7 separate regions of the Mus musculus genome follow, and all the other regions are linked to region 4. Evidence: chromatin contacts called from public HiChIP or PLAC-seq, capture Hi-C and promoter capture Hi-C data. All regions are on one chromosome and are shown on one strand. The core of a region is the stretch at or near the end of the contact, and the rest is flanking DNA. Distances in the headings are between cores, read along the strand shown.

Region 1 (3,707 bases), core at 1,038-3,537, 910 kb before region 4:
TAAGCAGAGGGGGCCTTCATCCTGTGCCTTGCCCGTATTTCAACGCGAGGCGAAGCCATCCCAAATCTTTCTAACACCGATTTTTCCCAAATCATGGGACAAGCGGGAGAGGAGCTGGTACACAGGCGGGCCCTGGCAGCCAGACAGCTTCCTTCATGGAATGTGAGACCGCTGAGTGGCAGAGCGGCAAGCATGAGATGCATGGAGGGTGCTGTCATCGGTCTGCCCCGGCTGGCTGGGAGCCGCGCCTTGACCATTTATTTTAAGCACGGGTTTTATCATTACGGGAGGCTCCTAACTTTACAGCTATTGCCTCACTGCCCCGGCTCCAGTCATTCGAATTCATCCCGACTTTTCTGAAATGAAGCTGCTTGTTTTCCAGTGTTCTCCGGTAACACTCAACCTCTGCCCTGAGATGCCCTGGATTGAGTCCCCAGTGCCCCGGGGGACTGGGTGTGGTGCTGCATATCTGTAATACCATCACTAGGGAGACAGAGGCAGGAGGATTCAAAACCCAAGGTCATTCTCTGGTACTTAGGGAGGTTGAGGCCAGCCCGTCTCAAAACAAAACACGCAGTAGGAGAAAGGTGTGTGTGTGTGTGTGTGTGTGTGTGTGTGTGTGTGTGTGTGTAATGGAACACATTTCTCAAACTCTGCAGTGAGTTCTTGGAAGAGTAAACCATGTACTGAGTTTACAAACATGTTGTTTGTTTATTTCTATGTCTTTTCTTCTTTGTACTGCTAAGATATCCTTCCGCAAATCAGAATGCTAAAAAGCAAGCCAAAATGAATCCAAAAAAACACGCTGCAGATCTACATAGGTGGGCATCTTTAGAAAGTCTCAAGATTTGAGAAAATGCTTCCAGCAGACGGCAGAGTGGGCTCTAGGCACAAACCTACCTGAGAATGTTGCTTGTCACAGGTGAGTAGGGTATGGAAGAGGGTTTCCCAAATCTTACACCTATTTTAAGGTAAGCAAGATGTGTTAAATAAGCACATTAGCTCAATGGTACCCAGTAATGAAGGGTTATTATTACGTGGAATTGAAGGATCCAGGCCTACACTTTGTCCAAGTTTATAGTCCAGTGATGTCCATGGTTACTAAAATGGATACATGGACCTACAAGATAGTTCAGAGTATAAAGGCACCTACCACCAAACCTGACAGACAAATCAGACACAGGCCCCATGTGGTAAAAGGTGAGAACCCACTCCTGCAAGTTGCCCTCTGACCTCTACACATGTTTCCAGCACACATACAGGGGTATGCTCGCACACATGCACTCATACTTACAAAAAAAAAGGGTAATAATAAAAAATAAAAATGGGCCAAAGAACCCATACCCACGGTGCCCTTTCCTTGGAGGAAGGCTTATTCATATTATCACTAAAGAAATTTTATTCACGGGTTCCAAATCCCCCATTCTATGATTTGCCCTGTGAACGAAAGCTGGAGAGAAAAAAAAAACAAACCTGCAGCTGGCACTGACCCTCTTTCTGCAAAGCTAATTAACCGACTTGAACTTCAACCTTTGCGGAGAGGCTGCAATGTCTGGAGCTTATTGGCAGTTTTCCTTGGGCCCTCTCCAGTTCCCTTAATAGCTACCCGTTGCCTATCCTGTGTCTAACCTACCAGCTCGTGAATAACAGGTAAAACCGCCTGGAACATAATCAAGCCATACATTGAGAGTGCAGTCAGATTGCATCTGAGGCCTGTAGCTGAGGTTCCCTCCCTTCTGCAGCCAGCCTACCTGGGGGGTCCCACCGACATATTTTTGACGTCTTGATTTATGACTTTCTTTTTCTGTTATTATGGAATTTTTTTTAATCAAATTGTTACAACGTTGGAACGTAGACTTTGGGGTAACCCAAACCTGGCCATGACCCCTCCTATTGGCTCCAGAATGAACTCTCTCTAAGTTCCCTGGGAGGTGAGAACTGTGTTTTTTAGCACGCACAGCTCAACTGCAAACCACACTCATTCATTCCCTGCTCCACCACCCGGGATCTTAGTGGGGACGCTGTCTGCGGGCACAGCGGGTGGTGGCCTGGGTGGCTTGGGACTCCAGCCTTCCTCACCGGGCAGCGCAGCCTGGCGGGTGCAGGCGGACTCCCGTGCGCGCGCCCTGCGCACCGCCCTCCCGCCCCGCGCTCCGGGGCGCGGCCAGGGCACAGCACCCGCCCCGAGCAGAGCGCCGAGTTCCTTGAAGGCCGGCGGCCGCGGCAGACCTGCCTTCGCTCCCTCCCTCCCTCCCGTGACGCGCGTGCCCCGCAGCGCGCAGCCGCAGCGCCGCCAGCATGCGCGCCGAGGCCCGCGGCGGCCTGGAGCGCTTCTGCAGTGCGGGCAAGGGCCGGGGGCTCCGCGCGCTGCGGCCCTTCCACGTGGGCGACCTCCTCTTCTCCTGCCCGGCCTACGCCTGCGTGCTCACCGTGGGCGAGCGGGGCCACCACTGCGAGTGCTGCTTCGCCAGGTACGCGGGGACCGTGCGGGCGGGAGGGGCCACGCGGAGCCACGTGCGCCGCGTCCGCTGAGCCACGGCCTGCCCCGCAGCCGGACCTGCGCCGCCCCACGCGTGTCCGTTCTAGCTTAGGTTCTCTGTGGTCCCGAGGCCTCCCGAGCTGTCCTGAGATGGGCGGCTCCCCCACCCCCTAGGGAGTGATGACCCGATCAGCCAGGGACGCTTCCGGTCATTCTGGAGGAGGGAAGCTATGGAACAGACACGCCTATGAGACTGGGCTCCGTGGATTGGGATGAGGGGACACAGTTTGTTGGGAGAATATTTGATTGTACTACTTCATACATGTCCTGAGTGTGTAGATGCTGTATCCACGGCCACATGCTAAGCCTTAAGGTAGTTGCGGATCAGGAAGGTGCGTTGGGATTCCCCCATCCCACCCTGTGTCTTCATTTTACAGACACACTTTATCTTAAAGGCCGAGAAGAGATCATTTTACTGTTGGGACACTAAAGCCCAGAGAGGAAGGGTAGCTGTGTATACACAAGGCACTAATTAGGGGCTGGAGCCTGGCCTGTCAGGACTGACACGTCCCGCCCACCCACTTCCTTGCTTCCTAAGTTTGCTGAGGTAGGGGGTCTGGCTTTGGAGTTGAGCCTGTCCCAGGCCATCTGTGGATGCCTGAGGAAGGAACCCTGCCTGACTTGCTTTGAAGGTCAGTGTCATCACCTTTGAAGTGGAGATGGTGGGCTAGATTAAGCTAACCTGGGGTTCTGCAGGTACCTCTTGCGGGCTGCCCCCAGTCCTGCACTCCACGAAGCTCTCAGCCTCCCAGACTCGTGCGCCTCGTTCTACAATAAGACAACAAAAGAATGGACAAAGGTTGCATATTAGAGTAATCTCGGCCGGACTCCCTGCCAGAACTGTCTTCCGCTGGGGGGGACCTGGAAAGGAACTAGACGCAGAAGCGTGCCGTGGGCAGCGGAAGGGCTGTATGTGATGTGCCTCTTTGAATTGGCGAGCCAAGAGCTAAAGGGTCATGGCACCACTTTGCGACGTTTGAGTGAAGTGAGCATTGGGTTTTCCCAAAGTTAAAAAGGCTGCTGCAACTGGTCCCTTGATCTTCTGAGCCTCGCTGTGGCTGGGAGTCTGCAGCAGTGTGGGTGTCTGCAGTAAAGGAGCAAAGCGGGTCACCCAGCACAGAGGGGGCCTCCGTCAGGGGTCCTGGCGCTTGGTGTGCGGTGAGAGGCG
Region 2 (3,864 bases), core at 12-2,511, 680 kb before region 4:
TCCTGGGGAAACTGGGTGCTGGGATAAGCCCTGGGCACTAAGTGACCCTAAAAAGAAATGGGATGTGAGCAGAGAGACAATGAGAGGGATCACTGGAGAGGAAAGAGGAACTGAGAGCATTTTTATGTTTTAATTTTATGTGCATGCATGTTTTGCCAGCACGTATGTCGTTACATACCTGTTGCCTGTGGGCCCAGAAAAGGGAATCAGATTCCCTGAGCTGGATTTATAGATAGTTGTGACCTACTATGTGGATGTTAGGAACTGTACCCAGGTCTTCTGCAAGAGCAGCAACTGCTGAGCCACCTCTACAATTCCAAGGATATTTACTTCTTTTTTTAAAATTATTTTATTTTAAATTTATTTTCCACACTCCATATTCCATACCCCCGCCCCTATCCACCCTCCGTTTGCATCACATCCCATACCTCCTATGGATATTTACTTTTAAAGAAAAATATTTAGGCATTTAGGTGCTATTAGGAAAGTGGAAGCAGTATACTCAGTTTAGAAGAGCCTTGTGAATATTTGAATCTGATGAAGTGTTCCCCTCGGATCTCATATTCAGTAAATCCTGTCGGCGTGAGCCACCACAACCCATGCGAATCGCATATCCAGATTTTGAAAATATGGAGATGACAGAGAGGTCAGCAGTTGAGTTTTGCATGCATGTCTAGATTCAAGTTCAGATTATTTGTTATACTGTGCCTCTGTTATCCGCCCCCCCACCCCCCGCCTCCCCTCCCCTCTTCTTTTCTTTTCGAGACAAGGACTCTTGTCTATAGCCAGGCTGTCCTCCAAACGCCCTCCGCAGGGCTGCTATGGCAGGTGCGCGCCAACTTTTAAAGTAATAATCAACTTCGCAGCTAACTTTTATAATAATAATCCCCTCAGAGCTAACACCTTACGCTTGTCCTACGGTTAGAGCGAGCGGCCTCCCCGCAGCACAGACCTCACCTTACCCTGCTCCTCAAGCCCGCCCAGCCGCTCAGGGTTTAACCCTCATTCAGACCCGCAGTCCGCTCCTCCCAGCGTGCGGAGCCCGTCTCTAGGCAACGCCAGTGCATCCGACGTCTGCGCAGGCTCCGCCGCCGGCTCTGCTTGTTTTTAAACAGTCGTCCAAAAGGGCCAATCAGAGGCGGCTCACCGAGAAGCCGGGTGAGGACTGGTCGAAAGCCTCTCGCCATGGCCAATGGGCGTGGAGGCTAGCTGGGCGGGACCGGAAGTGAGCGGGAGGGAAGAGGGGCGGCGGCGGCGGGCAGTTTGAATCGCTCGTGCTGGTCGGGGAGGAACGGTGCGCTGTGTGAGGAGCTCGGCGGTGAGGAACTCGGGGCTCGCAGAGCCCGGAGCCAGGTTCTGTGAGGAGCTCAGGTGAGCAGCGTCCCCCCTCGGGGCCCCCGTCCTCCGCCCGCGGCCCCCCATCGGAGGCCCGCATGGTTTCTAGAAGCTTCTTTCTCACTTGGCGGCTTAGGGTCGCCAGGGTGCCAGGCTGTGCTGTGTGCTCAGCAGCCAGAACTAGCTAGCACTGGCAGAGAGGCAGGGGATCCTGACGGAGGACAACAGCAGAAACCTGCCAGACCCTCTTTAGGGCCTGAGGCGGGCGGTGGGCCCATGAACGGAGCCCTCCGCATTTTAAAGACATACTTTCGGTGGAAGTTCTTTTACACCGTCACCACAGAGATTTTGCTTCATCTTTCAAAGTCTTCTTCTCAGACCCTGCCTCTTTAATCTTAATTTTTTACATTTACGGATTTTACAACTTTTGCTCTAGTGACCCGATTTAGGTGGCTGACAGGTTGTTCCGTACCCAGTCAACACCTAATGGCAATTAGGCGATCGGTGTGATGTATTTATATATAAGTGTAGGAGAGGTAGAAAATGTATATAAGTGTGTAATGAACATAGTAAAAAAAAATGCCTTTTAAACACCCAAGACTAATAACCAAAACTCTGACATCACTCACTCCAAATAACAATCCTAAAACCCCATGATCCCCAGTGAACAGTATATAATTGGAGACTAAGACAATGCTCTGCGCTGCACATATGAGAAGACACCACCATAATCTGCCCTCAGGAGCCTCAAATCAAAAACTTCTGTTGGCTTGTAAGGCCTTAATGGGAAAGGTTGTGTGTAGTCTTGCTTCAATTTGATGTCCCAGGATCAGGTGGTATCCAAGGGGGTCTCCTCCCCTCTCTGAGAAGGGAAGGTGTTTGTGAGGATGGGACTGGGATCACAGGCAGAAGGGGAGGCTACCATTAGGATGTAGAATGAATAAATAATAATAATAAAAAGGAAAAAAAAAACTGAACCTGACAAGCTAAAATATGTCACCCAGGTGAGCAGCCCTGGGAAGATAGGGTTAAGACTGTAATTAGAAATTTAAAGTGTAAATACTGTATACTAATCCTCAGCATAATAAAATATAACTTTAGTTATCTTAACTACATTTGTAAATATCTTCTTGCTCTCAACAAAGTGTGTGACTACAAACATGAATATAGCTGTTTGTAGGTTTTGAATTAGAAAATAAACCTGCTGGATTCCCTTGCTTATATTGCCTCTCTAGATGTTTTGTTGCTTTTATTTTGTTTTGTTTTTTGACTTGTTGGCTGTGTAGCCCTGTCTGGCCTGGAACTCACTCTGTAGACCAGGCTGGCTTCAAACTCAGAGATCCACTGGCCTCTGTCTCCCAAGTGCTGGGGTGAAAGGTGGATATGGCTGTGGCACGTTGATGTATTGATTTCGGTGGCTGGCTGAATTGTTAAGACAATTTTTGCGTGTGGTTTTTGGTCTAATGTACTCTCCTCACTCTTGAATGAACAAGCTACAGGGTCAATTGCTCTTTGTTTTAGTTAAGAGGCCTTTGATTTCTTTCAGAAAATTTTGTGGGAAATTGAGTGTGGAGTTACACATGTCTTCTGTGAAATGAGATCTGGGAAAAAAAATAATGAAGCTGACACCAAAAACTGTCTTCAAGGCCCGGTATCTAATATGTCAAGATCCTTGTTTCTCTTTAACTTTTGAAAGTATTTTTTCAAAATATTTACAGTTAGATACTATCTCAGTATACAAACACGGATGTGGCTCGGAAAGCGGTGATCCACATTTCCTCAGCGTCATGAACTGAAGTATATTTTTGGGGCATTAACATCATAGATAACACATACAGAATGGGAGATGCCATTGTAATGCTCCAGGAAGTTGCCAACATCATTCTCACAATTGACAAAACAAGACAGAAAGAACAGTTGGGTCTGAGTGACAGTGGCAGGGCTCGAGTTGTCCTTTGAGTCCCTGTCTGTGTTCCTTTTTCATGGGGAGTGCCTTGATTACCTTTGCAACAGTCCTGGCAGTAGCCTAGCTCACTCGACTGAGGCATGCGTCAGTTTAACGAATGATAAGCTTGGGAAGAGTTAGAATCTCATGAGGAACTGACTGGAAGCTACGGCCTGTCTGGGAATCACAGAAAAGGCTTTGCTGAGGGTAAAAAGCAGTGGTTCTCAGACGGTAGGTTCTGGCCCCCAGGGGTCACATATCAGACATCCAGCATGTCAGATGTTTACTTTACGATTCCTAACAGTGGCAAATTACAGTTAGGAGGTAGCAATGAACTATTTTGTGGTTGGGGGTCCAGGAGCTGTGGTAAAGGTTCTCAGGATTAGGGAGGCTGAGGAGCACTGCTCAGAAAGTTCCCAGGTTCAATACCTAGCACCTGACTTTTCCTTTCTTTTCTTTTTTTTTTTTTTAAGACAGGGTTTCTCTGTGTAGCCCTGGCTGTCCTGGAACTCACTCTGTAGACCAGGCTGGCCTCGAACTCAGAAATTCACCTGCCTCTGCCTCCCGAGTGCTGGGTTTAAAGG
Region 3 (3,451 bases), core at 770-3,269, 700 kb before region 4:
GTGCTGTGGGAGCTCCAAGCAGACCTACTAAGGAGAGAAAGATGACACTGCTGGTGGAGTTCTGATTTTGACCAGGACTCCCTCTGACTCACAGGAAAATCCCTTGGAGTCCTCTAATGTCTGGGCGCCAGAACTCTTAATGGCTGTGCTCCCACAAATTAGCATTCAGATGTGTCAGTTGTTATTTACCACTAACGACTCTTAAAAGTAACTTTTCAGTAATGACATAACTTTAAAGCACCCTCCTTATTAAGAGAAGCAGGAGCACACGCAGTGGAGAGCCCCACTCTGAGGGGGCTGACATAGAACAGTGTCTCAGCCTGGGCGGTCAGGGCCCACATGTAGACCAACACAGACTTTGTCTCTTTTTAAAAAGGAATGACAAAGGAGCACTTACTATTGGGGAATGTCAGAGGAAATAGTATTTGGGAGAAATAGTGCCCCAGTCATTTTCCAGGGCGCTTAGTAGTTACTGGTGTGTTTATGGAAAACTATGTGAATTTCCCCATTAGCAGAGGGTGGGAAAGCACTGGAAATACCAATGTCCGCTGCGGCCGATGACTGCGGTCGCCAGAATAACACTCTGTTTCCCAAACTCTGTAAAACGTAGACTGTTGTGAACTGGAAGCATACCAAGAAAAAGTCTCTAGTATCACTTTAGCTAATATTAAGTGTGATGGCTGCCTGTAATCTTGGCGGTTATAAGCAGGTAGGAAGGAGAGCCTGCCACTGAAGCTCACAGCCTTTCTTGCTTTCCCTCCTGTGGTAATGATCCTCCTCCTGATGGGACTGGCACCTTAAGGGTGGAGGAGAAGGAGGGTCAGACACAGGATGTAACTTCAGTTTGGTCTGCCTAGCTTCCTTTTGAAGTACCCCGGGAGGGAACAAAGGTGGAAATTAACGAACTGGAAGGGGCTTCTGAGTCAGTCCTCTGTGTGTTCTGTTCCCAGTAGCTCTGCTCACACTGGCAGGTTGACTGCCCTCAATTTCCTTTAGGCAGAGAAGTCTAGATTCACCAGGAAGTACTGTTTCTTCCTAATGTGGGAGAGGGGGTTGAAGGAAGGGATCCACAAAAACACACTTTGATCAGACTTGTCATCGTGACACGACACCCAATGCAATGTATTGTGCACTGCTTTTAAGCAAACTAAAACATTTTTAAAAAGAATCACTTCTCTCTCGTGGAAGTTCTGTGTCCCATGTCCACTATTGTTTTTAAAGGGCATTTTAAAACGTAGGGGGATCTAAGAAGAAAACATGTCGATTTCTTTGTTAATAAGGGGTTTCTTCTGGTATCTTTGCAGCATAGTTCTGAGAGTTCCTTCTATGTTATTTTCTGCACATATTCCCCAAAGCAGAGGGACTCTAACACACCCTTCTGGCTCTGATTTTCCTGTTCTTCCAGCTAGTTGGAGAAATAACTTCCATTTTGGGGGTTGCTTTGAAATAGTAATGCCAGGGGACTTCTGCAAACAACAACAACAACAACAACACAAACAAGCAAACAAAACCCACAAAAAAACAAAACCAAATAGATATCGATATATAGATATAAATAAACTTGCCCAGCTGGCCAGCAGATTCAGCAGTGGAAACTCGGACCAGGTCTAAGGGCTCTGAAAAGCCAGTGGTCCGGGTCCCACCTCTCTGGGCCCTGTAAACAATAACAGAATCCAGGCAGAGAGATCATAAGCTTTTTTTTTTCTTTTTTGAAAAAACATAAGTCCCCAGAGGAAAACAGATCTTGATGCTCACCTAGCTCAGAGCCTCTGCCATAAACTGTATGCATCTGCTGCAACTTGATGACAGGGACAGGGGGGTTGGAGTCTCTTAGAGCGAGGCTTTGGAGGACCCTGGGTTGATCCCAAAAGCAAGTTTGGGTTTGGGTTAGAGAGTGGGAGAGAGAGAATCCCAAGCAGGGGACTGAAGGGGCACAAGGAGGAGGTAGGTAAGCTGGTGCTGGGACAGTCAGAGTAGACAAGGTCTGCTGTTCCCTCTGGGGAGATGTGCTCAGCCTTCCGCTCCTGGCAGCAGGGTCAGGACAGGCCTCAGCGTGACTGGGTCCCAGCCTGTGCTGCTCTGGCTCTGGCAGCAAGCCTTCATTAAGAACTTTTGAACTGACAAGAAAATTAATCTCCCATTCAGCAAGTTAAAATTCAACTCTCCCCCCTCCCTGCCACTGCCATGTCACGGTCAAGACTCCTGCCTATCCTGGAGTGACAGGACAAGCAGAAAGGGAGAGGTTAACAGCTTCCCCAACAGTAAGGCTACCGTCTGAACAACCGAGGCTCTAATATTGTATGCATTAGATTTCCCCTTAAAATTCAAAGCAGACTCACAGCTACTCCATACAAGAAGTTCTGTGTTCTCTCTCTCTCTCTCTCTCTCTCTCTCTCTCTCTCTCTCTCTCTCACACACACACACACACACACACACACACACACACACACAAGTTCCTGAATTACAACTTCCCTGTTCCATAGTTTCCAGAGGGTTCTGACCTCAGGCCTTTAAATATGATGTAAACAGCTAAAGAAAATACAGGGACCCTCCCCTCTGCCTTCCCTCCCCTCTGTTCTCCCTCCCCTCTGTTCTCCCTCCCCTCTCTCCTCCTTCCCCTCTGCCCTTGCTGCACAAGTGAGGATTTGTCACAACTCTGGAAATTGCTCTGCTGCTTCCCTGAGTGTGGGGTTATGCTGCTGGCCCAGGAATCCTGTCAGCCACTGTCTCCTTCCCCTTCTTTGCCCAAATGCCTAAACTCAGTTCATATCAGCTGTTCTGTCATCTTCACAAAATCCACCTCTCCTCCGGGGAAAGCTTTCTCATTTTCCAGTCATACCTGGTCTGGAGGCAGACCCTGGAGGACTGGAAAACCACATAGATTGTTCACGTAGAAGAACCAAACCGTTCCTGGTCTGGCCTCTGGATCTGCCAGCCAAGAAGGGTCGGGTAGTCTGTCTGTCTGCGGGTAGCAGGAATATGGAGTGCTCTACTCCAAGCTTGGTCCTGACTCTGGTTTTCCAGTTTGTTTGGGAAGTTTAGAACTACGTGAAACTCTCTAAATAGCTCTCCAGATGACAAGCCCTTGCCTAGAATCTGGAGTCTTTGAACCTACACCAATATGAACTTTTGCAAGACATTTTAACACGGTGTTAGGGTCTAAAGCACACTTAATGTGATGCCTACATGCCCTAGTGGAATAAGTTGCTATTTAAGACTGAACAGATCAAATATCCCACCCCTTCAAAAGTCTTTAGTAGGCATTTTAGTGCTTCCTGTGAACTGCAGCCGGACACTGGATAGCGCCTCCTTCACCACACTTGATTTACAGCTCGACACTTAGTGGAGGGGCTGCATGTGGCAGTGTGAGAGGAAGGGTCCAAGTTTCCTGACGTTTATACATGTATATGTTCTTGGACTGTACGCTCGCTGGCAATGCAATTTAACAACT
Region 4 (3,458 bases), core at 602-3,101:
CCCTCTTCAGAAGCACAGCATTTATTTGGCTCGTTGTGAATTTCACACCTGGACACAGTGAAATCTGATCAGACCCATTCTCCCTTTTCTCTAGCCTGTGATGTAATTTTGACTAAGTTTTGGGGGTGATTATCACCCTCAACCTTCTATTTTTTGAAGAGAGTGGTAGAGTGTTCTTCATGGGTAAAGTTCTGGGTTCAATCCCCAGTACCTATCTCCAGTAAAGCATTAAAAAGCTCACAATGAACCAGAGTTGAGCTGTTTTCCATCTTATTACCATTAGCTAGGGGAAATAATCTCTCCCTCCCTCTCTCTCTCAAGATTTATTTATTTATTTTATGTATATGAGTACACTGTAGCTGTATAAATACTTGTGAGCCTTCATGTGGTTGCTGGGGATTAGATTTTTTAGGACCTCTGCTCGCTCCTGTCAGCCTAAAGATTTATTTATTATTATACCTAAGTACACTGCTGCAGTCTTCAGACCTGCCAGAAGAGGGTGTCAGATCTCATTATGGGTGGTTGTGAGCCACCATGTGATTACTGGGATTTGAACTCAGGACCTTCGTAAGAGTAGTCAGTGCTCTTACCCACTGAGCCATCTCACCAGCCCCAGAAATAATCTCTCTGTCTGTCTCTGTCTCTCTCTCCCCTCCTTCCCTCTCTTACCCTCACACTCTCCCTCTCTCCCTCCCTCCCTCCCTCCCACCTTCTTTTCCTCCCCTTTCTCTTTTTGAGACAGGGTCTCTGTATCTCAGGCTGACCTCAAATTCTATGTAGTTGAGGAGGCCTCTAGTCCCTTCCTTATTCTTTTTCCTTGGTTCCCCCTACCCCCACAGTGCTGAGGTTACAGGATAGCACATCTGGTGTGGCTGTCCTTTATAAAAATCAATTCTGGAGCCAGGCGGAGGCAGAGGTAGGCAGATTTCTGAGTTCGAGGCCAGCCTGGTCTACAAAGTGAGTTCCAGGACAGCCAGGGCTATACAGAGAAACCCTGTCTCAAAAAAAAAAAAAAAAAAAAAAATCATCAATTCTGGAGAAAGTGTATCATCTCAGTGGCATATTTGGCAGCAAAATTAAGCAATGTTTAATGAGGATAAGATGTTTTCTATCCTCTTATAGTTCATCAGTTTTAAATTTTATGAGAAAACTATTAGACATTTAATGCTTACAGTTTAGCTTGTTGAATTAGATATCTTTGAAATATAGTGTGCTGTCTCCATTAGCTGACCTACATCCCATTGCCATAGTACTCTTTAAAAGTATGATTTAGAGGTTGGACATTTAGGTCAGTGATGCCTAGCAAGCACAAGGCCTCATCATATTCCATCCCCAGGAGGACACACTCACACACACACACACACACACACACACACACACACACACACACACGAAATCGCTAAGGTTTGGTGCTCCAATGCATAATGCTGAGAGAGAGAGAAACAAAAATCAATCAGTAAAGAAAATAAAAGTGCGTGTATGTACAATCTAGAAACATGTTGCTGGATACCGCTCACTCCAGCAGGGTTTTTGCTTTCTCCTGCCCTGAGGAGTGGTGGCATGGAAACTATGCAGTTTGCAGGTAATGCGCTGTATGGTGTTCAATATCTTTTCATCGAGTGTACTTAGATCAGTCTGAATAACTGCGAAAGTTTCTTTTTTACCTAAATCTTGTGCTGGTGAAGAGGCAAGGGGCAAATCTTTCCTAGGCCATCGGTGGCAGAAGACCCTTCGTCCAGCCCCGCCCATCGCCAGGAGCTCCTCCCTCTCACCAGCCCCGCCCACTCCTTCTTCGTAAGCGTGAAGCGCCGGCGCTACAGCTTTTTGTCCCTCGCGGCGACCCGTCCTCCAGATGGTTGTGGCGGCCGCCATGGAGGCGAGTGGGCTCTGAGGAGAGGCCGGGCTGGGCCGGCGGCCTCCAGCCACGAGCGGCGGAGGCCACGAACACGTAGTGGGGGAGGCTGGAGCGAGCCGGGCCGCTGCGGGAGGCTCGGCGTTCCGAGTGTGCTCCGGCCGCCGAGCCGCCGCTCCTGGCTCCGGCTCCGGCTCCGGCCCTGGCTCCGGCTCCCGCCGCAGACATGGCGGGCGGGCATTGCGGCAGCTTCGCCGCGTCGGCGGCCAGCAGCGGGGAGATCGTGCAGCTGAATGTGGGGGGGACCAGGTGAGCCCGCGACCGCGCGGGAACAGTGGGTGGGACGCCCGCTGCTGTAGGAGTGGCATGTGCCAGCCTAGGTGGGATAGGTGTTACAGCCGGGGCGGCGTCTGCACGGCCAGGTGGGGTACCCTCGGCAGGGCAGGGTGGCATCTACCTGGTCAGGTCGGGTACCCACTGCAGGGCAGGGCGGCGTCTACCTGGTCAGGTCGGGTACCCTCCGCAGGGCAGGGTGGCATCTACCTGGTCAGGTCGGGTACCCACTGCAGGGTAGGGCGGCGTCTGCACGGCCAGGTGGGGGACCCGGAGACAGGTAGGTACAATTTTGCATGATCCAAGCAGCCCTATGCACTCTTCAGAGTCTGGTTCCAGGTCGAGTGTATAGACTGTTAAAACTCAGTCTTTATTCCCCCGGGTTCCTATGGTGTAAGTAAGGCCACAGGAACACAGTTGGCATGGTGGGCCTGCCTGACCAAGTGACTTGGGGCCTCTGGAGGGTTGAGGCATGCTGACACCGAGCTGTCAGCGTTGCAGCTGGTTGTCGTCTCCCGTGCTAGGGCTTGAGTTGTTGCATAGGAGCAACCGGTTGGACTGTTGAGTCTTTAGTCTCTATTAGACCTTCCACTCCCATTTTGTTGGAGTGGAAGTTTGTTGGCAAAACAAACAAACAAACCAAACAAGCAACAAAACCAAAAACCCATTTTTGTATTTGCCGTGACTTACACATGACTCTTCTCAGAAAAGGATATTGCCCCTACTAGTTGAGGGAAGCTTGGGTTTAAGGCATAGTAAGAATAGAGGGAGAGGGGGGTTCTAATGCGCAGGCTATTCTGTTGTCCTGGGAAGGCTAGTTTTCAATGTCTTAAGATTTTAAACGTGTAACACTTTTGTTATTTAAAAATACAAATTAACAGTTGTGAAACAATGGGCTCTCTGAGTGCTGGAGAACTTGGGGTGGTCTTCCTGCTTTGTCACCTTTTACCTCCAAAGCAAAGTTTTAACAGTTGGAGACCTTGCACCTCTAGTGCATTCCTTAAGTAGCAGGTCATATGCAAATGACTTCCGCTGCATTTTATACTTACTAGGTCCTGTGCAAATGACCTCATCTAGTGTAAATAGTGTGTCTTCCCTGCCCACCTACGATTACAGGAACCTATTGCAAGTGACCTGGTATGTGAAAGTGAAATAGTCCACAAAAGGCGTGGGCAGTGTTACTACAGAGAAGCAGAATGGTGCTCGTGGCAAACCTTAACCCTGGTTTCTCTGTGGATGGCTCACATATTTCCTTCCAGGCATTCAAGAGAAT
Region 5 (3,560 bases), core at 29-2,528, 820 kb before region 4:
GGACCTCATGTGTACATGTCCTCCTTAGTGCCTCAGCCAAGGCATACTGGATATGCCCAGACTGTCAGGCACCAAGAGGGCAAAGCATGCACATCTGGCTTCTATGCTCCATAGGTAACGGCAAGAAATCTTCCAGCTACGTCCTGCTGAGGGCGTCTCCCTGCTCCTGCTGTCTAGGGTACAGGGCGGGGTCTGAAATGCGGGCGGATTCATACAAAGTGTGAGGGAATGCTTGTTGTGTGAGCAGGAACACCTGAGGTCTAGCCTTAGAATCCACGAGGAGAAAATATGGCTTGGGTGTCTTACGGGGTTTGACGTGGGTGCTGGGAACAACTGAAACAGATGGCTTGGGAGGCCGACAGTCTGCAAGGCTGGAACCTGGAGCTCGCTGCCCTGAAGATGCAGCCTAGTGAGTGAATTCCAGGCAAACAAGAGGCCCAGCTTCAAAACCCAAAGTGGACCAGCACTCTAGAAATGATAGCCAGGGCTGATTTCTGCACGCGCGCGCGCACACACACACACACACACACACACACACACATATCTTAAATAGCATTTATTTATATAGAAGTTCACTTCCAATGTCATAAGCCTACATGGGTGCAACCCTTACACCAAACCCAAAATAGACATGGCTGAGAACTACTCTATCTCAAAACAACAACGTGAGGAACTGGTATTGTTGAAAGTTGAAGAAATGAGCCCATAACTGTGTCTGGAAGTTCTGTTCTGTGGATTCTAGAAGGCCCTAAGCGCCCGAGAAACAGAGAAGTAGATGAACCCCAAAGGGCTCTTTCTTATTATTGGTATTGATTGACTTCTGGACAGCCACTGGGATGACAGGAAGGAAATAAACAGGCTTCCTGTTGTGAGACTCGAGGGGTCTTGTGTGCTTGACACCCTAACTGCTCCCATGCCTCTCAGGCAGCAGCCATACCAGGTGCTGGCTAATTCTAAGAGGCACAAAGGAAGAGAATGAATTGAAGATCAAAGGGCTTCACTAAACCTCCTGTTCCGACTTTGAAAGGGCCCCAAAGTACCCTCCTGCTTCTATCTGCAGCTCCGTGTCTCCAGCTGTGCATATGTGGGGGGAGGGGCGGGGCGAGGTGAGGCTTGCACACCCCAGAGATGTGTAAGAGTGTGGCAGTGCTGGATAACAAACGGCAGGGAGTGCGGTACAGCCACACACCTGTGGGCCGTCTGTGTACTTTGTTCTCTTCTCTGCTGAAGAAATGCCATCTGCCAAGTCAGTGACTAGGCAGGATCAAACAGGGCCATTCATCCCGCGTCCCTCCCCCAGCTGAAGAATGCATGCTTCCCTTTGAAAGCTCCGGTAGAACCTAGCTGAAGGTTGACAACTTTCCATGGCTCCCCGCTGCTTGCACAATGAGATCGACACCTGGGCCTGGCATCTGGACCTTTCTTCAGTGGGACCCAGTGGTTCCTTCCAAACCGCCTCCTCTGAGAGTGCAGAGCCTCGGGCAAGCTGCTGTTCTTAACACAGCCATTACTGGTTTTATTTACACTGGTGCCCACACTTCTGGAGAGAACTACACAGTACATCATGCAATGGGAAATGCCCCATGTCAGCTATCGCTCCCTCCACGGTGCCTTCCCTCACCTGGACATGCCCTCTCTGCTGTGGGCACCCCCCACACCTCTTCTGGGTGTTCTTTCTACAGTGTTTCCACTGTGGTTATCTGTACAGCACCCTAGCTCCTTCCTTGCCCCCATCCCCCTGACAGAATATGACTACCTCAAGGGCAGCAATTCTTCCCATCCTGTGGGAAGCCAGTCACAGGGCTTTTCCAAAATGACCCTTCCAAGTTCATAAGACAAACTAAGCGGTCAATAAATATCACGGAACTAAACTTGGTGGACGGCATGTGACTTTCGTATTATTAGACAAGAGGTTTTGATTATGCCAAACTGGTTAACGGTAGTTTGTCCATCCCTCTGCTTACCCTGTCTGCTTGCATTACAAAATGCAGACAGTGGCACTGATCAACTCATTTGCATATCATAGAGTCACTCTAATAGTAACACACCCAAATGACTGGTCACTGAGAACTTGCCCTGGACCAAGCTCAGATGGATGGTTTCCCTGATCTTCACAACGGTGCTGGCTTTATTCTCATCTCAGATGAGGCCATCAGCTAATTTGCTCAAGGTCATAAGGCCAGTTAGGGGTGTTAACCCCAATACAGCCTCAGCACCACCCAGCAAGTATGTGGTGAAGTTTCAGAACACAGACTACCCAGGACAGATCATGGCAGGATGGACTGGGGATATGTGCGCAGAGAAGAAAGATGAGGGCTGAGCCCAAGCCTAGGCCCATTCCAGACTCATGCACACAGGAATCCACCGACTTCTTATTCAGCATTCCCAGAGGACTTTAGGGGAGGATAAAAACACTTCTGATCTTTCCTACACAGCAGCCCCTAGACACACACTTGGCTACTGAACAGTAAGAGATAGCCAGTGTGGACAGAAAACTCAACCTCTAACTTCATTTAACTTTAATTTAAATTTGAATATAAACATCCACTGAAGTTAATGATAAACCATTCTGCAGAGAGCAAGCTTAGACCTAAGAATAATAATCTTGATAGTTGGGAGTCAGGATAGCTGAGGCAGGACAATCTCATGTTCAAGGTCAACATAGGCTACATATTAAGTTCTAAGTTAGCTTGGGAAATTTTGTGAGACCTTGCCTCAAAATAAAACAATATCAAAAAGGCCAGGGAAATATTTTCATCACTGGGTACTGTCTGGCATGTCTTAAACCCAGATTAATCCCTTATCCTGCAGGCAGGTGTGGAGCGAGGACTCTGTGAAGAAGGGCCTACTGGCTGAGCGGGCAGTTTGCACTACTTGGCACGCTGATTCCTTAGAAGGATTTTGTTCAGGGCAAAGGCAAAGGCACTGACAGAGCCATGGTCCAGAGGGAAAGCTTCTGGAAGGCTCTCCATCAACGGTAAGCACTAGGCGTGCTCGGAGTCTGCTGTGATCCCTGAGCTGACATCATGGACATAAGAAACCCCAATCTCCAAAACCAGAAAGAATAAAAACCTCCAGGTTTCATCACCTCATGCTTAGTTTCTCCCGAGCGCCAAAGCTGATCTCTTTCCCTCTCTTACCCCCTTTGCCTTCTTGCCTTTTTTTCTTGCATGTGTATGCAAGCGCATACATGCATGCATGGGTGTGCTTGTGTGTGTGTGTGCACCCACATGCATGGGAGTGCATGTTGTGTGGAAGTCAGAAGGCAACCTCATGCGAGTACTCAGGTACCTTCCACCTTTTGCCTGCCTTACGATCTCTTCCTACCCTGGAGCTTTGCTGAGTTGGCTAGGCTACCAGGCCAGCAAGCTTCCAGAGATCTGCCTGTCTCTGCTTCCCCAGTGCATCACTGCTGGGATACAGGCACATGCCATAGCACCCAGCTTTTTTGTGGGTTTTACAGACCAAAGTCAGGCCTTCATGCTGACAGAGGAAGCGGGTTTTATTTATTCCAACCAACTTTTGGAGTCTGCTTTTGTGTTTTAATGTCTCTCTTGGTA
Region 6 (3,840 bases), core at 533-3,032, 890 kb before region 4:
GCCCACAGTGGGCTGGATCCTCTCACTGTAATCATAAACCAAGACGGTCTCTCATAGATATGGCTACAGGTCAGCCTGATCAAGGCAACTCCTCATTTAAAGTTTTCATTCTCAGAAGACTCTAGTTTGTGTGGGGTTTATCATACAAACTGAGCAAGATGGCTGCTTTCCGTGACTCCTCTCGTTCTTCAGCAAACACTCCACCAAAACCTCTTTCCTCCCAGTGCTCTGCCAGAACTGCTCTGCCTGTTTGCCTTTGATTTCCAATCATCAGCAGTGACCTCGGCGGTGACAGGAGTTTTCAGTGGCCTCTCATGGTTCTGCCACCGGGCTTTGCTCTGACATTTGCCCTTCATCCCTAAGTACTTTCTTTAGAGTCTTCAGAATACCTCCTCCCCTCCCCTGTGCACAGATGGCACCTCCTCCCCCCCCCCCCCAGCTGATGAGTGGGCAGTGTTCACCCCTTTACCAGGAGCAAAAAAAGCAGACAGGCGATAGGAAGGAATATAGTGGATGCCTTTGCTGGAGTCTGGTCTGTAACATACCCTCGATTGTACAAAATGGCAAGAGAGACTGTTGTCAGTGACGTCCCAACCTGAGACCAGAGCTGGAAAAGTACCACCAGCTTCGTAGCCTGAACCACAGCGTGGGACCCTTAAAAAAATTCCCCAAGCAACAAAAAAACACCTTGACCAAGCCAGAAGTTAGAGGATCAAAGCTAAGGGTTATATCTGTCTTTCTGTCTTTCGGGGGTGTTGTTATCTCTAGTCTGTGAGCATTCCCGAGCTTCCCAGGTGGAAGTATGCTCTACTTGACCTTGGTTGGGGGACGTACTGCAGGTCTCTTCATACCTTAGTCTATGTGTGTGTCTCTGAGTGTATTTCTGTGTTTGTGTGTGTATCTTTGTGCATATGTGTCTGTCTGTGTATCTGTGTGTGTGTGTTAATGTGTGTGCATATGTGTATCTCTGTGTCTGTGTATTTGTATATGTGTGTGTGTGTGTGTGTGCTTGTCTGTCTGTCTGTCTGTCTGTCTCCATGCCCCATCTGTCTGTTTCCCTCTGTGGATGTGTCTGTCCCATTAACAGTTTCCCCCCTAACCCTGCTCAGAAGGAAGACTGGCCCCTGCACAAGCTGGAATGCTCCTCCATGGTTGTTTTGGGGGAGAACTGGAATCCTTCGGAGACTGTGCGGCTCACAGCAAGAATTCTGGCCAAACAGGTGAGGGAATGGGAGAAGGTCCTGCTACTTGAATTCTCATTAAAGGTCACAAAGCCTGGCTGAGCTTGGCTGCACTAGACTGAGCATGTGGCTAAGTATCTTTGGACTTGACCTGCAGTCACACCCACACGTGACGGGAAGGCACTTAGGCATAGGCTTTGCTTGTATCTCCTTCGTGCCCCAGAAGAGGAACATACACATAGCAGGTCAAACCAGAGCTTTCTCTGGGAATTTTTTTTTCTTACACAGAAAGCATAGCCATGACTTAACAGCATCAAAGACCAGACCTGCGGAATTTTCCCAGAGCTTCCAATGAACCAGACCGGTCAGGGAAGCTTTGTGAGTTCCCCTCCTTGCTTTGTGATATGTGGAGGCAGTCTGTCCCCTATCTTGTGTGTCATTCTGTACCTCTGCTGCTTTGCCCACCTATGTGTAAGCAGGTAAGGACCCAGAGGGAGGCCCAGATACCATGCACAGACAAAGAGGAGTGTGTGAGGGTAGAGCGAGGCTGAGGAGGAGGAGAGCCTGGGAGGGGGAGAGGAGCTGCCCGTGCATTCATTCCTCCCAGGCTCTCAGGACTGTTGGTTGATGTGTGGCCAGTCCTTCCTAAGCACGTGAGAAGTGCATGCCGGCCTCTGCAGAGACCTGGGTCCTGAAGCCAGCAGGAAGATGTGAGGGGCTTATCTTTGACATCCACTGACGTGTAAGGGAGAATAGGTGGCAGTGTGTTGGCAGAGGCCTTGCCGTCTGTGTCCGAGTGCCTTGGCTGCGAGGCCTCTGAGCTGCAGATTGGGTTTTAAAGCTTCCCTCATCCGCCTCTGGCTCTCTCATCCCTTCCAGCTCCCACCTCCTCTTCCAGTCTGATGCTGTGGTTTTAACCTGAGTATGATTGTAACGATCGGCGCGTGTGCTCGTCCCCAGATCAGGTTTAGCATCCCGAATGTGTAAACAGCAGTAGAACATTCTAGAACTCTGAGGTCATCTTTCCACTGCGTTCAGCTGGGGTCGGGTGACTAAAAAGACCGTCTCTGAGTAAGTAGAGCAGGGGTTGCCTGCAGAGTAAGACCCAGAGATGAGGGTGGGTTTTTGTTTGTTTGTTTTTTTGTTTTGTTTTTTTTGGTTTTGTTTTGTTTTGTTTTTCTGGAGAAGACCAACTGCCTGCTACTAAATGACAATCCTCTGTGAACTAGTAGCCGATGGCTGGACAGAGGAACAGGGGTGGATGTGACTGTGCAGTCTTGGGTTACCAGTCCTTCAGATTGTATCAAGCCCCGCCCATTGGGAGACCAGTCCCTTGCTCCCCTGCCTTCCCAGGGTCTCTGACAGTGCTGTGTTAAGGACTCAGAAGGAACGTGTGTGCTGCCCCGCCACCCCTGGGTAGGATGACTTCTTACAGAAGTGTGCCTTGTGAATGAAAGATGTCCACTCTGGCTTTGGCTCCTGAGCGAGCAGTCTGAGAGCTGGGGTGAGTTTAGAGGTTCCCTTCAGTTTCCACGATAATTACCCCTAATCAACTGTGAAATAAAAGGCACCTGACCATCTCTTCTTCCCTGTAGGAATAGGTGATTTAAAACCCAGACCATTTGTATTCCAGGAGCCTGCAAAGGATTAGGGAGACAGGCGACCAACTACCCAGGGAAGCTGCACATGCTAAGGAGGGAGGGGAGAGCGCCCGCTAGACCAGCCAGCCACCTGTATCCCCACATTGAATGGCCAGATTACAAAGCCCAGGCCTCAGGCCAGCTCCTGAGCTCTGTGTTTGAACTCTTGTCAACACCAAGTTTATTCATGTTCTCAAAGCCTCGTGGGTTCACTATTGTTAGCTCCTCTTAGGGCGTCTAGAACAAAGGCAGCGTGCGTTTCAAGTGAGGCTCCGCTTGCAGATACAACCTAGTGTGTTCCTTTTGAAATGTGGAATTTGAGATCATTTTAGCCTATGCTTAAAGAAAGCGGGAAATGGATGGGGTTTCATTTTGTTCCTTTTTAGAAAGAAGAGTAATAAATAGTGTGGTTTGTCCGTAGACTCAATCCTTTCAAGTTGGGACCCTAATAAGTTGTTTCGTGGCCCCGTTCTTTTCTGTAATGAGCATTTCTGAGCCTACTGTGTGTGTGTGGTGTGTCCTGGTGTTAGGGTACAGCAGACCCTTTCAAAAGCTATTAAAATAAGCCCTTTGGATCTGGAGGTCGGACAGACTTAGCACCAAGTGTGGACTCCTCAAGTAGATTTCTTCCTTGGACATGGCTGTGTTGTCTTCATGGGGACATAACCAGAAAAGAGCTGTGTTTGACCCCGGGCATTGACATTCCTCTCTGATTTTTGTCTCCGATTACTAGAAAATCCACCCAGAGAGGACACCTTCAGAGAAATTGTTGGCTGTGAGGGAGTTTGAGTCACGTGAGTATTCCTCCGATGGTCGAGTGTTTATCTTAGTCACAGATTTAACATGCATCCGGTGGTATTGGGGGCAGAAATAATTGTTCTCAGTAAGGATGGTGACTTTCAAAAACCAAAGCTCTTAGCCTTGTTTCTCCCGAGTGTACAAGTCTGTCAGGACACGCTAGGGAGGCGGAGGTCACGAGGTAGGCTTCTCCTGCTCCCGGCGTGATGGATGGTGTCCAG
Region 7 (3,800 bases), core at 188-2,687, 790 kb before region 4:
AGAGGAAGCCCAGCAGGCAGGAGCCCCTGCTGAGGGAAACTCGGCCAAGGCGAGGAGAAGACAGACAGCCTGGGAAGAAGTGTGGTGGGTCCCAGCAGGACCCAAGGAGTTAACATCCTCCCAGTCCACGGAACACATCCTCCAGTTGGGAGCGAGGCTGAAAGTTCCCAGCTTCTTAATCTCTTAGCTCCTATGGCTTCGTGACTCATCCCCATCTGTCTAGGAGCAGCCTGGCCGCTGCCAGCCTGTTCCTGCACATGTCTGGAATCACACTGGGCCATTTATTTTTCCCTCCTTTGATTTTTTTAATTCCATGTTTTCTCCCTTTGATACATTATGTGTGTGTGTGTGTGTGTGTGTGTGTGTGTGTGTGTGTGTGTGCGCGCTTGTGCACGGAGGCCTGAGGTTGATGTTGGGTATCTTTCCACAGTCACTGTCCACCTCATGCTTCAGACAGTCTTGCTCACTGGACCTGGAGCTCACTCCTCCTACTAGGCTGGCTGACCAGGAGACCCCAGGGCTTCTCCTCTCTGCCCTGTCCAGCACCAGGATTCACTGCTGCCAATTACAGGCTGGTCCCGTGCTTTTGTGGGACTTGAGCCCCCCTTGCCGCTCTCCCCTTGAGACCTTTCAGGTGTCGTCTTAACCTTGGGCCTGACTTATCCACGTTTTCTCCAGTGTCTCTCAGCAGGCCTCCCCACTATGAAGAGATTCACCTCCAGTCGGCCATCATCTCCAGTGGGTGAGATGGGATGATCTCAAACTAACCTCAGAAAGCCACAGTTTCCAGCCATGGACCTCAGGACTGCTGAACCCTGGGCCACCAGTCTCCACCCATCCCTTCTCCCAGCGGGAGTTCCGAATCCATGCTGCCACCTGCAGCTTTCACACGGTTCCCGGGTACTAACTCAGGTCCCCATGCTTGGACGCCAGGCGCTTTACCCACAAAGCCATATCCACAGCTACCAACAACGGATATTCACTAAGAAGAAGGCGGGGTGGGGGGACAAAGAAGAAGGAGGACAAAGAAGAGGAGGAAGAAGAAAAGGAGGAGGAGAGAGACTAACAGAAACATAAAATTTCCAACCATGTCGTCATTTGAGAACTTTACAATCCTGAAACCCACAAGGTGAAAATTAATGCACAGACTCTGCATTCTCTACACATGTCAGCAGCATTCCTAAGGCCCAAATCTGAGCAACAGGTTTAAAAAAACAAAAACAAAAACAAAAAAGTGCTCCTGGGCTTCCTGCTCCTTCAGGAATGTCCACTTGACGGGCGACCCCAAGGCTCTTTGGCAAACATCTTTTGCCACCATGCTCACTGCACTGACATCAACAAAATGGTCTCGTTTTGCTCAGGGAATCACAAGCAATCCGAGCTTTACGAACACTTTCAGTTCCTTCGAGGACAGGAGACGGCGCGGCCAACCCGAGTCTCCGCTAAGGCGCTGACTTCCTGTTTCTGCTTATGTAACCCACGTGATCAAAATTCTCACCCTCTCCACATCTTCCTCCCCAAGTTTACTTTAGAACCACTCTATTGCTCAAGTGCAGAGTCCAACGGAGTTTGGGGTGGGCGGGTGGGGTACATAAAAACAGAATTAGGTGGCTAGCTTTTACTGAAATGCTAGCATACCCATTTGACCATCCCTAACATATACTTCCTTGCTGCTAGACACAAAACTCACCTGTTTTACCAGGGCTACAGGGAATGTCGGGCATTAGCTACACGGATTGAACCAAAATATGACTGTCGCATGGCAACAGGCAGACAACCTGCAGCTACATCGCCCACTCTGCTTCCTCACACAACTTAATCAACCAGCAGCTCCACTTCGCCGGAAGCCTCCTGGTTATCCACACCCTTATGGGGAACTCGAGGGGGAATATTGTACCTACCTTGTGGCCTCCTGCTGAAGCCGTGACACATTTGGCACATAGAACATGACTCCGAAGAAAAGCAGAGGCTCGTTAGCAAACTTGTCCAGATGTTTCTTCAGTGGCTTCTCCAGCTCTACCCATCTCGCCTGCTGGCTCTTGCTGAGAAACCAAAGGCCGAAGTAGTGCGTCTAGATAAAAGGGTACAATCCTGTCAGTCTGTGCTTCCCACGGCAGTCCGAGACCACACGGAAACCAAGCCTCCCCAGCTGTGTCATCAGAAGCCTGAGATCGTAGGCCCGCATGCAGAGAGCCAGCGTCTTCTCTTTCCCAGCGTGGGACAAGCTAAAAGAAACCACATCCATTGACACAGCCACCTACAGAAGCGGTATTCCAAACGACTAGACTGCTTATGCATGTGGGTCCCCGAGAACCTGTGTCAGAGGAGGGGCTGGGGCAGACTGGGGACAGGGCTGATTGTACAGAAGAACATGAGCACCTGGGCACAGAGACCAAGGTCAGCCTTGGTGGCCATCCTCAGGAGCCCACCACCTCTGTTTTACACACAGGATTTCTCTCGCAGAGCTGGGGTTCGTTGATGGCAGCTGGCCAGTGAGGCCCAGGTTACCCCCGGTCTTGCTTCTCCAGTTCTGGGATTCCAAACCTTCCCCAGGACACCTGGCTGGGGTGCTGGGTGTTGAAGTCTGGTCCTCATGCTTGCAAGGAAGCACTTAACCAGCTGAGGTGTCTCCCCAGCCAGGGGCAGGCTGACTTCTTTCCTAACCTCAGAAGGACGATGATTCCCTGTCTGATCTGACACCACCCGGCATCCACCATAGAGTCACTTCTTATTGGATCTGAAGACAAACCCTGGCAGCTGTAAGCTTTGCCAATGTAGATACTTACACAATCTATCAGCATTTAACAAAAAAAGACGTGTGCTCTGTCTGTACCTTAGTCGGTATGTTAAAAGCAGTGCTCTGTATTGTTTTATTATACATGAATTACAAATTTCTCCCATACCAACCTTTGAGACTGCAAGGTTCTCTTCTCCCCAGCTGTCCCCCAAAGCCAACGGTGGCTCTTGAAAGATTACTCTGGCATTTGGTAGATGAAAGTGTGATTATCACCCTAAAAATTGAAGCCTCAGCCAGCTCGGCTATGAACAGCATTCTGAATGACTGAAGCATGTACCTCCACGCACCCAATCCTGTCTTTATTTGAACACGTGCTAAGATGTCAGGATTAGTGCAAACAGATACACACACACACACACACACACACACACACACACTTCTGAAGATGCCTTTGTGTTCTGTGACAGCTTGGGCTGGCTTACAGCACACCTGGGGCTCTGCCTTGAGGTAGTGTGCTCACTACCAGGTTTAATCTCCAGAGGCATTCCTTCCTTCCTTCTCCATCCTCACCGCAGCTGGCCACCCCTCCAGTCACCGCAGAACAATCCCTACAGAGATCCCCAGGGAAGCCTCGGTCCTGTTTTCCCAGCATGCCCCTGGCCTACGGAAGCCGGAGTGCACAGGCTGGCCGAGATGGTTTTCTCAGCAGGGTTAAAATGGTTGCATCCCCCAAGGTGCTCCTAAGGGCAGCTTTGTGTCTACATCTTTTCAAGCTACAAAAAGCAAGACTGGGCGCTCAGTGATGTCTCTATCAACTCAGACAAAGCTGGCTGAGCCCACTCTAGCCCAGCTGTGTATGTCCTGACTTCTATGGATCCGTCTGTGTTTCCAACATGAGAGATGGCACAATTGAGGTTCACAGGGCCCTGCCCAGAAGAGCTCTGAGGCTCATCCTCCTAGATCTATTCCTCTCTCTTGCTCTCTCGCTCTCTCGCTCTTGCTCTCTCACTCTCACTCTCACTCTCTCCATATACAGAGGAAGGCCTAGACTCCCAGAGATTTG

Evidence for each region. Promoter capture Hi-C pulls out the DNA fragments that hold promoters and counts their contacts. HiChIP or PLAC-seq counts read pairs in DNA pulled down with a chosen protein or histone mark. Capture Hi-C pulls out chosen DNA fragments and counts their contacts.
Region 1: a capture Hi-C map of embryonic stem cells shows a contact between it and region 4, with 3 times the contacts expected there. The contact joins the promoter of Smyd2 here to the promoter of Kctd3 in region 4. A contact is called at or near these places in 15 of 39 promoter capture datasets (the 3T3-L1 cell line, 3T3-L1-derived adipocytes, the C10 cell line and 10 more), 1 of 15 datasets of contacts at CTCF or cohesin (large pre-B cells), 14 of 484 Hi-C or Micro-C datasets (CD4 T cells, CD8 T cells, Th1 cells and 7 more), 24 of 115 datasets of contacts at active chromatin or transcription factors (the 230-238 cell line, astrocytes, bone marrow-derived macrophages and 16 more) and 3 of 9 other capture datasets (adipose tissue, embryonic stem cells and liver).
Region 2: a promoter capture Hi-C map of pre-B cells shows a contact between it and region 4. The contact joins the promoter of Cenpf here to the promoter of Kctd3 in region 4. A contact is called at or near these places in 25 of 39 promoter capture datasets (the 3T3-L1 cell line, 3T3-L1-derived adipocytes, the C10 cell line and 16 more), 2 of 15 datasets of contacts at CTCF or cohesin (both in the NIH/3T3 cell line), 24 of 484 Hi-C or Micro-C datasets (B cells, CD4 T cells, CD8 T cells and 16 more), 39 of 115 datasets of contacts at active chromatin or transcription factors (the 230-238 cell line, the NIH/3T3 cell line, the SCID.adh cell line and 28 more) and 4 of 9 other capture datasets (adipose tissue, liver, macrophages and 1 more).
Region 3: an H3K27ac HiChIP or PLAC-seq map of T-cell acute lymphoblastic leukemia shows a contact between it and region 4, with 7 times the contacts expected there. The contact joins the enhancer-like site here to the promoter of Kctd3 in region 4. A contact is called at or near these places in 8 of 39 promoter capture datasets (the C10 cell line, the HPC-7 cell line, cranial neural crest and 5 more), 8 of 115 datasets of contacts at active chromatin or transcription factors (T-cell acute lymphoblastic leukemia, bone marrow-derived macrophages, embryonic basal ganglia and 5 more) and 1 of 9 other capture datasets (adipose tissue).
Region 5: an H3K4me3 HiChIP or PLAC-seq map of the SCID.adh cell line shows a contact between it and region 4, with 6 times the contacts expected there. The contact joins the enhancer-like site here to the promoter of Kctd3 in region 4. A contact is called at or near these places in 5 of 39 promoter capture datasets (the 3T3-L1 cell line, 3T3-L1-derived adipocytes, hippocampal neurons and 1 more) and 4 of 115 datasets of contacts at active chromatin or transcription factors (the SCID.adh cell line, astrocytes, embryonic stem cells and 1 more).
Region 6: a contact with region 4 is called in an H3K27ac HiChIP or PLAC-seq map of cardiomyocytes, with 9 times the contacts expected there. The contact joins the enhancer-like site here to the promoter of Kctd3 in region 4. A contact is called at or near these places in 1 of 39 promoter capture datasets (pre-B cells), 2 of 484 Hi-C or Micro-C datasets (embryonic stem cells and urothelial organoids) and 13 of 115 datasets of contacts at active chromatin or transcription factors (T-cell acute lymphoblastic leukemia, astrocytes, cardiomyocytes and 7 more).
Region 7: a contact with region 4 is called in a promoter capture Hi-C map of pre-B cells, with 4 times the contacts expected there. The contact joins the enhancer-like site here to the promoter of Kctd3 in region 4. A contact is called at or near these places in 4 of 39 promoter capture datasets (the 3T3-L1 cell line, hippocampal neurons and pre-B cells), 1 of 484 Hi-C or Micro-C datasets (pre-B cells), 1 of 115 datasets of contacts at active chromatin or transcription factors (astrocytes) and 2 of 9 other capture datasets (adipose tissue and embryonic stem cells).

The regions. Positions count from the first base shown.
Region 1 is chr1:189,920,871-189,924,577 of GRCm38.p6, reverse strand. It overlaps Smyd2 (SET and MYND domain containing 2), which reads left to right and starts at 2,287. Exons shown (of 12, transcript NM_026796.2): 1 at 2,287-2,471. The coding sequence starts at 2,299.
Region 2 is chr1:189,685,483-189,689,346 of GRCm38.p6, reverse strand. It overlaps Cenpf (centromere protein F), which reads left to right and starts at 1,261. Exons shown (of 18, transcript NM_001081363.2): 1 at 1,261-1,371.
Region 3 is chr1:189,706,294-189,709,744 of GRCm38.p6, reverse strand. No RefSeq gene overlaps it. Among named protein-coding and RNA genes, the nearest start is that of Cenpf, 20 kb to the right of the region's middle. Within about 2 kb of position 2,019, at least 45 of the 459 cell types and tissues checked have an H3K27ac peak or open chromatin away from gene starts, as enhancers often do. A contact at or near this core is called in the HPC-7 cell line, T-cell acute lymphoblastic leukemia and pre-B cells, where this site is marked.
Region 4 is chr1:189,006,233-189,009,690 of GRCm38.p6, reverse strand. It overlaps Kctd3 (potassium channel tetramerisation domain containing 3), which reads left to right and starts at 1,851. Exons shown (of 18, transcript NM_172650.2): 1 at 1,851-2,161. The coding sequence starts at 2,079.
Region 5 is chr1:189,828,654-189,832,213 of GRCm38.p6, reverse strand. The region is part of intron 5 of Ptpn14 (protein tyrosine phosphatase, non-receptor type 14); the gene reads right to left. Among named protein-coding and RNA genes, the nearest start is that of Gm26574, 7.9 kb to the left of the region's middle. Within about 2 kb of position 1,278, at least 61 of the 459 cell types and tissues checked have an H3K27ac peak or open chromatin away from gene starts, as enhancers often do. A contact at or near this core is called in the SCID.adh cell line and embryonic stem cells, where this site is marked.
Region 6 is chr1:189,897,198-189,901,037 of GRCm38.p6, reverse strand. It overlaps Smyd2 (SET and MYND domain containing 2), which reads left to right. Exons shown (of 12, transcript NM_026796.2): 3 at 1,110-1,220; 4 at 3,555-3,615. Among named protein-coding and RNA genes, the nearest start is that of Smyd2, 23 kb to the left of the region's middle. Within about 2 kb of position 1,782, at least 9 of the 459 cell types and tissues checked have an H3K27ac peak or open chromatin away from gene starts, as enhancers often do. A contact at or near this core is called in cardiomyocytes, where this site is marked.
Region 7 is chr1:189,796,783-189,800,582 of GRCm38.p6, reverse strand. Ptpn14 (protein tyrosine phosphatase, non-receptor type 14) reads right to left here. Exons shown (of 19, transcript NM_008976.2): 3 at 1,902-2,071. Among named protein-coding and RNA genes, the nearest start is that of Gm51739, 20 kb to the right of the region's middle. Within about 2 kb of position 1,437, at least 91 of the 459 cell types and tissues checked have an H3K27ac peak or open chromatin away from gene starts, as enhancers often do. A contact at or near this core is called in astrocytes, hippocampal neurons and pre-B cells, where this site is marked.